2 separate regions of the Mus musculus genome follow, and region 2 is linked to region 1. The links are chromatin contacts, called in public promoter capture Hi-C maps. All regions are on one chromosome and are shown on one strand. Each heading gives the region's core, a stretch centred on a gene start, on an enhancer-like site or on the middle of the called end of the contact. The rest is flanking DNA. Distances are from core to core; before and after follow the strand shown.

Region 1 (5,245 bases), core at 2,674-5,173:
AGAGGGGCTGGAGAGATGGCTCAGTGGTTAAGAGCACTGACTGCTCTTCCAGAGGACCCAGATTCAATTCCCAGCACCCACATGGTGGCTCACAACTGTATGTAACTCCAAGATCTGACACTCTCACACAGACACGCAGGCAGGCTGAACGCCAATGTACATACAATAAAAAATAAATAATTACTTTTAAAATACCTTAATTAGAAAATACATATAGAAAAAAGAAAGAAAGAAAGAAAGAAAGAAAGAAAATACATATAGTCCACCTAACCTACGGAATACCGTGGTTTGGTGACTGTTCCTGGGTAGCACTGGTTTTCTACACTGAATGCTGCCTAGCTCCAGGGCGTGGAGGAACTGCTGCCTGGCATCGCCAGCATCTTCCGTACATGCTGCAGAGCAGGTGATCCAAATCCAATGCATCAGTCTGATCCAATGCTTCTACTGTCATACTGTTGTAAGGTAAAACAGTTACAAGTTGAACCAACTTAATCTGGGCTCTGTCTGTGCACGTAACGGACGTGTACACATAACTGAAAAGGGTCATTTGCAATTGGCCCGGGAATGAACCCTAGTACGTCTGGGCTATGACTACACATCGCAGACAAAAGATCACAGAGAAGATGAGATAAATATGGAGATACAGCAAGTTTATCTTCTGGGAGATTAATATCCCAATGAGAGCAGCTTCCCCCTAATTGACACATTTGTTCAACACAATTCCTATCAAAATCTAAGCGAGTTTGTGTTCGATATAGCCGACAAGATTTTAAAATGCGAGGCAGAGGCAGGCGGATTTCTGAGTTCGAGGCCAGCCTGGTCTACAAAGTGAGTTCCAGGACAGCCAGGGCTACACAGAGAAACCCTGTCTCTAAAAAACAAAAACAAAAAAAAACAAACAAACAAACAAAAAAAAAGGATTTTAAAATGCATAGTGAAAGGCAAAGGAGTAGAGCAGCTAGCAGTGCTTGCAAGCGTGCATGTGCCTGTCAGTGTGTTGGGAGATGCATGTGTGTACACACACGTGGAGGCGGAAGACGATCTCTCGTGGGTCCTCGGGCCCCATTCACTTTGCTCCTTAAAACAAGTTCTTTCACTGGTCTAGACCAGCCACACAGCCAAGGATGCCTAGCCTGCCCCAGCACACTAGGGTTACAAGTGCACACCATCATGTTGTCTTTTTCACTTGGGGTCCAGGTATCACACTCACATCTCACACTTGCATGACACCCGATTTACTGGCTGAGCTTCACCCCTAGCCAACGCAATCTGAGAAAGAACAATAAAGTAGGAGGGATTGGTCTAATGTCAAGATTTATTATACAGTTAGGACAATCAAGCCTGTGTTCACACAGAGGGATGAGGAGGCAAAACAGCGCAACAGAGACCCCAAAACAAACCAACACAAATACGTCCAAGGGATTCTTGAATTGCAAAAGCAATTCAGTGGAAGAAAAATCTTCTTTTTCACAAACAGACCTGAAACAATTTGACGTTAAACTAAGCACACTCAACCTATGTATCATATATTTTATACAAAATCGGCTCAGTGTGGATTACAGACTCAAATATAAAAGATAGATAGATAGATAGATAGATAGATAGATAGATAGATAGATAGGGCTGGGACACAGCTTAGTGGGTAAAGCACTTGCTCGATGACTTGATGGATCCCCAGAAGACACACAAAAGCTTAAGTAGGGCACATGCCTGAAGTCCTAAGGCCCCGTCTGAAAATAATAAGCAGAAAGAGAATTCTAAGAAGCTCACGGGCATAAGCCTGGTGCATGTTGCAGTAAAGGATGAGAAAACCTCCAGCAAGACTGAAGGCAGAACTGACACCGGAGCTTGTCCTCTGACCACATGTCCACACCCACAAACACAAATGTAGACACACACAGAGCCGAGAAACACTTATCAGAATGATTCAGATAGGATATACTGACAACCCCAAATGTTGATGCTGATACAAATATACGTGTAAAGTAGAGCAGGTACTCTGGAAAAGTTTGGAGATGTCTTTAAATCGTATAATTTCCAGATGGCCTAGGAACTTCATCTGTAAAGCTGAGTACTAGAAGTACTCTTTATGCCTTTTTCAACAGACCAATGAGCAAACAAATAGAATACACTACAGAATACTTCGAAGAAATAAAAAGGAAGCAATTGTGAATACCTATGATTTGTATGATTCTCTCTGGAGTAGTGGTCTCTCGGTCTTCCTAATGCTGCAACCCTTTAATACAGTCCCTCACGTTGTGGTGACCCCAACCATAACATTATTTTATTGCTATTTCATAGTTTATATCGTGATGTAAATATCTGCTATTCAGGAAAACTGATATGCAACCACAAAGGGGTTTCGATCTACAGCTTGAGAATTAGGCTTAGTGAGGAAAGCCAATCCACAAACATCATCTACACCAAGATTTACAAACGTTCTTGAAATGAAAACTAATGATACAAGAATGTTGAAGTGTCAAGGAATTCTGGAGGCCAACTGCAAGTGAGCTTGGCTGTAAGATGTCAACCCAGGGGTCTTACATAGATAGCTATGCCTTGGAGCTTTACTGGATCAATGTAAATACCCCAACTGTGATATTGTTCTGTAGATATCCAGGAAGTCACCATTAAGGAACATGGGACAAAAATCTCTCTGCATTATTTCCCACAACTACAGGAGATATTATAGTTAGCTTTTAATAAAGTGTATTTAAACAATAGAGCAGTGAAAATGAGCTATTGCTACAATCATGACTGGAAGCCAGATGTGAACACTGATATGAAGAAGTGTTCCATTTCTGTGGAGTTCAGAGACTGAGTAATAGTACATGGTGTCCGAAGCTATGCACTGTTGGGAAGGCAAGTGAAGTAAGTAACCAGGGAGGCACTGGGGGTACTGGTGTCTCAGTCTGTGGTCTGGTGTTGGCTACATGAGTGTGTAGTCATTAAGGGAATTACTAATGATTTCAGTATGCTATATGTTATTTTCCAAAACTTACCAAGGAAAAGAAAATGTCCCAAGACAAGCAAGCATGGAAAAGGAATGGCTTAAATCAACCACAAGGAAGAGAAAAAGCTGCTAAGGAGAACTCTTGGATCCTAGTCACAGCTCCACTATACTAAAGCCCTTCATAGCTATTTCTTCGGCACATACTGGGTGCCAGGTCTTGTTCTTGTTGGCATAGGCTTGTGAACAATGAAGTCAAAGTGCTCAGGAGTGGACTGAGCAAATGCACACTAGGAAGATGGATAACGGAAAGGGCATTATATGTGTGACTTATAATGACAGTGTCACGAGGATCATTTCTGATCTTCAACTGGATAAGAGAGAAGAAAGGAAAACAAGAAGAAACAGAAATCATGTTCCTCAGAAGAGAACACAAAGACATCCATGGTGTGTGCACACTAGTAATAAGTCCTAAGAGGGAATGCAAAGCCACCCTTCTAAGGAGTAACTCAAACTTTATGACGTCCCTAGAAGTACTAGGGTGACAAGAAGGAGAGAATTTCCCTGAGAGAGGCGTAAAGACTGGGATGAAATGGGAACTGGTGACTGTCACCCAAGTGCTCCAATCTATAAAACCACTCGTGGTCACTAATTCTTGGGTGTATTTACATCGACTATCTGATTTTTACTTCCACCTTAATATCTGGGCGTGATTAATTTTGTTGCTCCTGTTTAAAAGCTCAGAAAGGCTGAACGATTTTCTCAGGGTCACACAAAGAAGCACTGACGCGCGGCGGGTAGGGTGGGAGTGGGACAATGCTCCAAGTCAGGGCCGGTTTATTCCCAATTCTTGCTTTGCACCAAGTCCCAGACCCTAAGACGGTGGCCGCACGCGTCCCCACCCCTTCAAGATACCTTCAGTAGGCTCTGGAGCGCCACGAAATGCTCTGCTGTCAAGGCCGCCATCTTTCTGGAGTCACGTGACAGCCGGAGCAAGCGGAGCGTGCCTCGTGACCCCTCGCAGGACATGCTGGGAGTTGTAGTTCTTCACCGTGGCTGGCGGGAACGGCGTGCAAAGAACCAGGAAGTCTTCCTCCTGTATGACTAAGCTCAAAGACCAGAGGGCTGAGATACTGAGAGAACTCGGATATAGAATGATTTCCAGGGAACAACTGGCTGGACATCCTAGGTCAGGGAAACTGGTTTTGCCTTTGCCCCTCTGGGTAGGCTGGCTGATCTGGTGAATGCACCTGCAGACTTGGCAGACACCTTGGCAACTTAGATGCCCAGAAGAGATCGGCCTACTCACCATCTGGATTTAAATGAAGCTTTGCCTATTTGAATTCTTGGAATTCACACACACACACACACACACACACACACACACGCTCACATGCCTGCAGTACTCCCTAAAAACAAAACAAAACAAAAAAAACAAAAAACAAAAAACAACGCTTCAAGGCATATAGTTTCTTCTCTGTTTGTGGAGAGATAGGAGCCTTTGTAACTAGCCTTATCCAGACAGTCAAGCTAAGTCACTTAGGGTTCTTAGTAACTTTCCTGTGGTCCAAGAAGAGGTCTGGTTTGAAGGGCAGCTGATTAGGAAAGGGGTTAGAAAGGAAGAAGGCGTGTGAAGATATTGACTATCTTAGCTCTGTGCACCTCCGGCACGGTCTCTTCTGTCTGCATTCTTTCCCTTAAAACTGAGTGTTGAGGGTCATGCAGCAAGACCTGCCAACACCTTCCTCAGAGGCAGACCCTCCAGTCTTCAGAGAGTCTGAAAGTGGCAGTCGCTGGGTCAAAGGCTTAACTACAACCTTGCTATGGGTTGAGTCTGAAATCTGTTTTGCAGGTTCATCCTGTGGTCACTTGGACCCTAGCTTTGTGGGACTGCTGAATGTTAGAACCCTTAGGATCTGGGACCTTGCTAGTGAAGGTCTCTAGTGGCAGGCCTTTGGGGGTTATGCTGCTTCTGGTTCTGGCCTGATTGCATGGTGTCTTGTCTGCTGCTGTGTAAGAAGTCTTGGCTGTACATTATTGCCACCCTGCTCTGCCATGTTGGACTACAACTTCTGAAACCATGAACCAGAATAAATCTTCCTCCTCTAAGTTGTTTCCATCTAGTTCCTGTCACAGTGACACACCAGTAACCAATGCACTTGAGAAATTGAAAGCATAACAACTCAACTGAGCCATCCCAGGCTTTCTGGCTTTGAAATATTGTATAAGTCTTTAGGTGTAGCCTTTCCATGTCTTGATTCAAAGTGGCTGCAGGCTGTGAGCTTCCAGAATGAG
Region 2 (5,629 bases), core at 1,978-4,477, 260 kb after region 1:
AAAGGGGTGAACCATTGATTTTGAAAGGATATAATGTGAGGGCCCAAAGTGAGTGAGTGATTTAAACAAAGGCATATTGTTGGAATATGTTTTCACTCCAGAAGTACATGTAGATACTTCAAGAAAATGTCCACAGTATTAGACTCAGGTCTTTGTGCATGGCAGGTGGCAATGTTACCAGTGCTCTGTGTTCTGTCAGCCTTCGGATATGAGATAAAATCTAGCCCAGGCCAGCATTTGTTGTAGAAAAATTTAATCCCAATCCAGAGTTTCTACTCCACCTTTGACCATTTAGTTCCTGGATAAAAGACACATACAAACTTTATATTTACAGTAAGCCATAGTCAGCTCTAGGGCTGGGGAGAGTACGGCACTAAAATCTATTTTCTATCGATAACCCTGAGTTATTACTTACTATGTTTCATCTGGGCTGCTCTTAACTCCAATTGGCCAGCACTCATGGCCATGCTTTCTTAACTCCTAGCTCATGGCATCTTTCTCCTCCTCCATCACTTTTTTCTCCCCTTTCCTCATGGTCTCCTCCTACATCAAGCCAGGGTACCCTCAATCCCCACTTTTGGCTCTTCTGCCCAGCTATTGGCTGTTGACATCTTTATTCACCTAATCACAAGTAACCGGGGGGCAAGGTCACATAGCATTACTTGGATCTATGTGTGGACTCTCTTGTCTCTGGGTCAAGCAGGTCTTGGGGCTCATACACTACAATACATAGCAAAAGGTCATACCTCAACAAGCATCAAACTCACAAACTTCCTTCTTCCACTTCCTAAGTGCCAGGATTACAGGCATGTATCACCATCACCATGCCTGGCTTGATATAGAATTAAATTTTTCTTCATGGTATTGACCAATATATATAATTCTGCTCATAAGTATAAACCAGAGGCCACCTTAAAATTTATAAACAGCAGTAGTGTGGGATATAGCTGTTGGTTTTAACTGTTTAAACCAACTATAGGCTACTTATTACACAAAAGAACTTAACTTTTTGTGCATTAGTTTATTTATTGGTATTTAGTTACTATTCAATATGTAGATTGTTACAAAATAATGTAAGAGTTCTATACTTTATCACTGATATCCTTAATGGAAAACTGTATAACATTTCTCATTTAAGACATTCCTGGATAAGATGTTAAAAAACACACATTAGAATAGTTATACTTAACAATAAATCACAACAGCACTTAATTCACATAACTAAAACATAACATAGAGATTTCAGTAAACAAAAATCAAAATAATGTTTATGATTGAAAGTAGATTCAGAGAGCAATATACCTGAGTCTGAGGGGCTTTTGCTAAATTAATCAAACAGTCTTCTAAGGAAGGATTTCTTGGCAGGAGTCAAGACTTTCCCAGAGCCTTTTTTGTGGAGGGATTTCATTGGAGGTTTTTGTAAGGGGGGGTTTCTTTTGGGAGTTTGCAATGCTCTTGCTATCTGTACATGTTCATTGCAATAATACTTGTTGCTTCCTTCTGACAAGTGGATGAGTGTGCGTTCTTCCAAATCCATGCACTGGGCATGTACCCAGTGCCCATCCCCATGAGAACAATAGATCATGGCGGGTTTATTGAGCTCCGTTGAATAGAACGGAACCCAGGTATTGATGTCAACATCACAAGTAGGGCAACATGTTATCCAGTAGCCGGTTACAGACTCGTCATCTTCATCATCTTCATTGTAGGTGTCAAATTCATCGTCACCATCAAAACTGGTTGCTTCAGCACTGAAACAAAATTCCTCTGAGTCTTCAAAGGGAGTGGAGTCCCCAGGATCTTCTGTTGATGTCTGACTGTTGGAGACAATTTTCTGATCTTCACTCAAATCCTCTTCAGAGCATCTCAAAGTATAGAAATAGAATGCTTCTGACATAGCCTGCTTATTGTCTCCTGGTATGCCAAGGAAAATAGTCCCGTTTCCCATGTTGCTTCCAAACCATATTTTGCTATGCTTAATATCTGAGGTCCAGTCAGGAGTCTCCATCTCACTGATTTCAATCGTGTTGTCCCCTAGAGAGACAAGGCTGCAGACCATCCTTTTCTGATTTTCCAGCTGATAACCACCCACAATAACAAATTCATCATTGTTTGTTTGAGTGAGGATTGCACTGGAGACAGAGATTCCTCCTGGCAAGACTGTGCAATTCACTGCTGGGGTACCCAGGGGAAGGTCCACTCTTATTCTATACAAGTTAGCAGGGCGTATATTACTGGCAAGTGAGTGTCCTCCCAAAATATAAACGGTATCGTTTCTGGCAATAGAAACATGAAAAGACAGCCCATCCTGAAGTTCTGGGAGAATATATGATGTAGCACACCCAAATTCAAAATCTATCAAGAAAACATGGGGTAGGCAGTCAGCTACACTATTCCATTTTTCTGTGGTTCTCTGGGTAGAAGGCATGTATGAACGTCCTCCAAAGAGAACACCCATGCTTTTCCCTCGACTATACACCACGTCAATGGAATGGCCGTATCTGGGTTCAGGGACATCTCCTACTAAGTCTTTCTCTGTGCAACGGAAAGTAACTTTTTTGTTATTCTTGCAAGCGACAGACATGATATAAATCTTATCGGAAAGCTCATTGTTTGGTGTTTTCCCTCCGTGAATGATATATTGATGCTTGTCAGAGTCTATGCTGCCTTTGTATGAGCAAGTAGCTGGATAACGAAGAGGTGGGAGGTAGCAGGAATCTTTAGAGAAGATTGCAGGCTTCAGTTTGAGATGATTTTGTTTTATATCAAAATGAAAGACTCCAGTAGGACAGGATCTCTTAGGCCAGCCTTTCTGGCCAAAGAAGAAAACTTGGCCATCAAAATTCATAAGTGAGAAGCCTGGTTGAATTAAGGCTATGTTATGACCCACTGTTACCATCTGCAGGGACATTTTTGATTGTGAATAGGTCTTTTATCTGAAAGGATTAAAAAAACGCAATAACTTAGAATATCTTTTCATATTGGTAATTATGCTTAGATTCTTCCTCATACAAAAGGCTTGTTTAAAAGAAAAGTCATTTTACATGCTTGTCTTAGAATTATAAGACACCTCCTGCCCCCGTTAGGAAATCACAGACACTACTTTATTGTGGCAGCAGCTTGGACCTATTTTAGTGGCGGACTGGCTTTGCTTTGATTTCTGGGAATTGTAGTCCTGCATTCCTAGAGCGTCCTTGCTTTGAGGGCCCAAAGAACTACATTTCCCAGGAATCCGTGTTCTATGGGCTGTGTAGTTGGATAAATTGTCTTCGCTGCTTCATGACAGAAACCTTATAGGCTGTTTGACTGGATAAGGACTCCAAACGTGCGAAGGGACTAGATGGACGCCATGGTGACGGACAGCTAGGGAACGGGAGGTGAGAGTTCGGCCCTCTGTCGACAACGGGGTGCTGGAAGGCAAGAGTATCAGGAGGAGCGCTGGCAAACCCGTGCTCAAAAGTCGCTGCAGCTTCTCCTGGGACTCTTACTAGGGTAACCCTGTCGGAGGCACATAGGCTTCTAGCCCGTATGGTTGCCTGGAAGCAGTAGTTGGAAGGGAAACCGTGGATGAGGTGTCTCTACTGACTCTGCACTGGATGTATAGAAACGAGACTCAGAATTGCGTTCTGAGGGACACTTCGCTTGTTGGGACAAGAAGTTAGGAAAGTCTTTCAAAACAGAAAGAAGAGTCTCAGAATACCTAGCATAAAGCGGAGAAACAGCTTGAAATTGACCCCCCCCCCCCCCGCGCTGGTGCACATAGTAACGGAAGTGTAGTAAGTAATTAGGCGGTTGCCAGGGATACTTTAGAGCCCAAGCCCGTCCAGTCGCAGCTTTCTTTCCTTTTTGTTTTGAGGATTCTTTCAGGGAAACAGAGGAAGTTCTTTAACTAACCCCCACCCCCACCGCCCCCTAGGAAAATAAAATTATCCCGTTTTAGTTCACTTTTCAGCTCATGAACTGTGAGATGACTCGAGTAATTTTATATTGAATACAAAGAGGGCCTCCTTTCATACTGCTGTCAGATAAAGTAAGCTTGGTAAGTTATTATTACCTACCTTAGAGAGGTATGAAGTGTACTTCCTGCTTGTGGATGTGAAATACTCTTTCTTATTTTGGCACTAAATGTTGGAACAAAATAAAATTTACTTTTAAAAGTAAGTTGTTTAAAAAGCATCATAAGACAATGGTCAAGATTAGGACTCAACACTATCAGACTAGATTCAAATCCTGGCTGCCACTTAGTCACTACATGGCTTTGAGCAAACTGTTTAACCAACTCTCTGTAACTCGATTTTCTCCTCTGTAAAATGAGGTGATTTTACCCACATGGATTGATGTCAATTATGATTAGTAATTTACGACTTGTAACGAACTGAGAACAGACCTTGTACACAGTATATAGTAGATACCATTGTCCTTGAACTAATAGATAGCAAGGCTGTTTTTATCTGCTGATAATGAGAGCATACATGAGAGATGCTGCAGATGATTAGAAGGGACTATAGGATGATGGAATTTGGTCAGTGGATGTAGACAGGTAAACCTTTTATTCTTAGTTTATTTTTCTTTGACAGTTTCATATAGTTTATTCTTATGATTCAGCCCCCTCTTTTATCTCCCTCCTGTCCCTGCCAACCTTCCCTCCTTCCTAAAATTTTTTTCTCACATTTCCTACATTAATATCTTTTTGTTTGAGTTTTGACCCCTGAGTTTAACCAGAAACATCTGTGTGGCCATGGGTTTGGAACTATCCAGTCTCTGTGTCTCTCTGTCTCTGTCTCTCTCTCCCTAAATCTTTCAGTAGTCAGTTGTGCAGCAGAATGGGGTATGGCCTCATGTGCTCCCCTCTAAGCAATGACTGCCTGTTATATAGGGCTGGTCTTGTGCAGGCCCAGTCTAGGTATTCATAGCAACTGTGAGTTCATGATTCCAGTGGGTGTGTCATCTTAAAGATAGCATTTCAAAGCTTCTCTATCTTCTGGCTCTTAACATCTTCCAGGTCCCTCCATTCTTTCAAGATATTCTATAGGTAGCAGAGGGGATGGTGTAAGTGCTAAACTTTTGAACCAATAATAGTTGGATAAATGTATAAGCCAAAGAGTATTGGTGACTCAGTGTAGATAACAAAACAGGGCATTTCTTTCTTGTCGCTGTGCATATCCATCACTGTGTATACAAGATCTAAAGTTGTGGTTTACAAGTCTAAATCTGGGATGTTACCACTTTGTGTCTGTTATCAACTTTGGCAACTTATTGTCTTTCTTTTACCTGTAAATTGGGATAATATTAATAGCTATTCATTGGATTGCTTTGTGAAGTAAGTGAGCACATGCAAATTATAAGGCACAATGACTGGTTCACAGAAATTAGTCAGCAAATGTTACTGGCCACTATGTTTCTGTTTCCCCTGCAAATGTCCCTTGAGCCATGTAATATCTGTGATTGCTCTATCATATATATTTTCTAGCCTGAAGAACTTCTAGAGTTTATATGTCATTAACTTCTAAGCAATTTCTCGCAGCCAGAGAGTCCTCAAGATGTGATCTATTAATATTCATTTGTGGGGTAAATCATGTGAGGAAATGGTGTCTGAGAAAGAGTATTTCTGCAGCTATGAAGGCAAGCC

The links. Promoter capture Hi-C pulls out the DNA fragments that hold promoters and counts their contacts.
Region 2: a contact with region 1 is called in a promoter capture Hi-C map of neutrophils. The contact joins the promoter of Iftap here to the promoter of Commd9 in region 1. A contact is called at or near these places in 8 of 39 promoter capture datasets (the C10 cell line, the HPC-7 cell line, embryonic stem cells and 5 more), 1 of 484 Hi-C or Micro-C datasets (the HPC-7 cell line) and 4 of 9 other capture datasets (adipose tissue, bone marrow-derived macrophages, liver and 1 more).

The regions. Positions count from the first base shown.
Region 1 is chr2:101,884,940-101,890,184 of GRCm38.p6, reverse strand. It overlaps Commd9 (COMM domain containing 9), which reads right to left and starts at 3,923. Exons shown (of 6, transcript NM_029635.3): 1 at 3,866-3,923. The coding sequence starts at 3,916.
Region 2 is chr2:101,626,629-101,632,257 of GRCm38.p6, reverse strand. It overlaps Iftap (intraflagellar transport associated protein), which reads left to right and starts at 3,227. Exons shown (of 7, transcript NM_026592.4): 1 at 3,227-3,377. It overlaps Rag2 (recombination activating gene 2), which reads right to left. Exons shown (of 3, transcript NM_009020.4): 2 at 4,059-4,121; 3 at 1-2,936. The coding sequence starts at 2,911. The coding sequence ends at 1,328.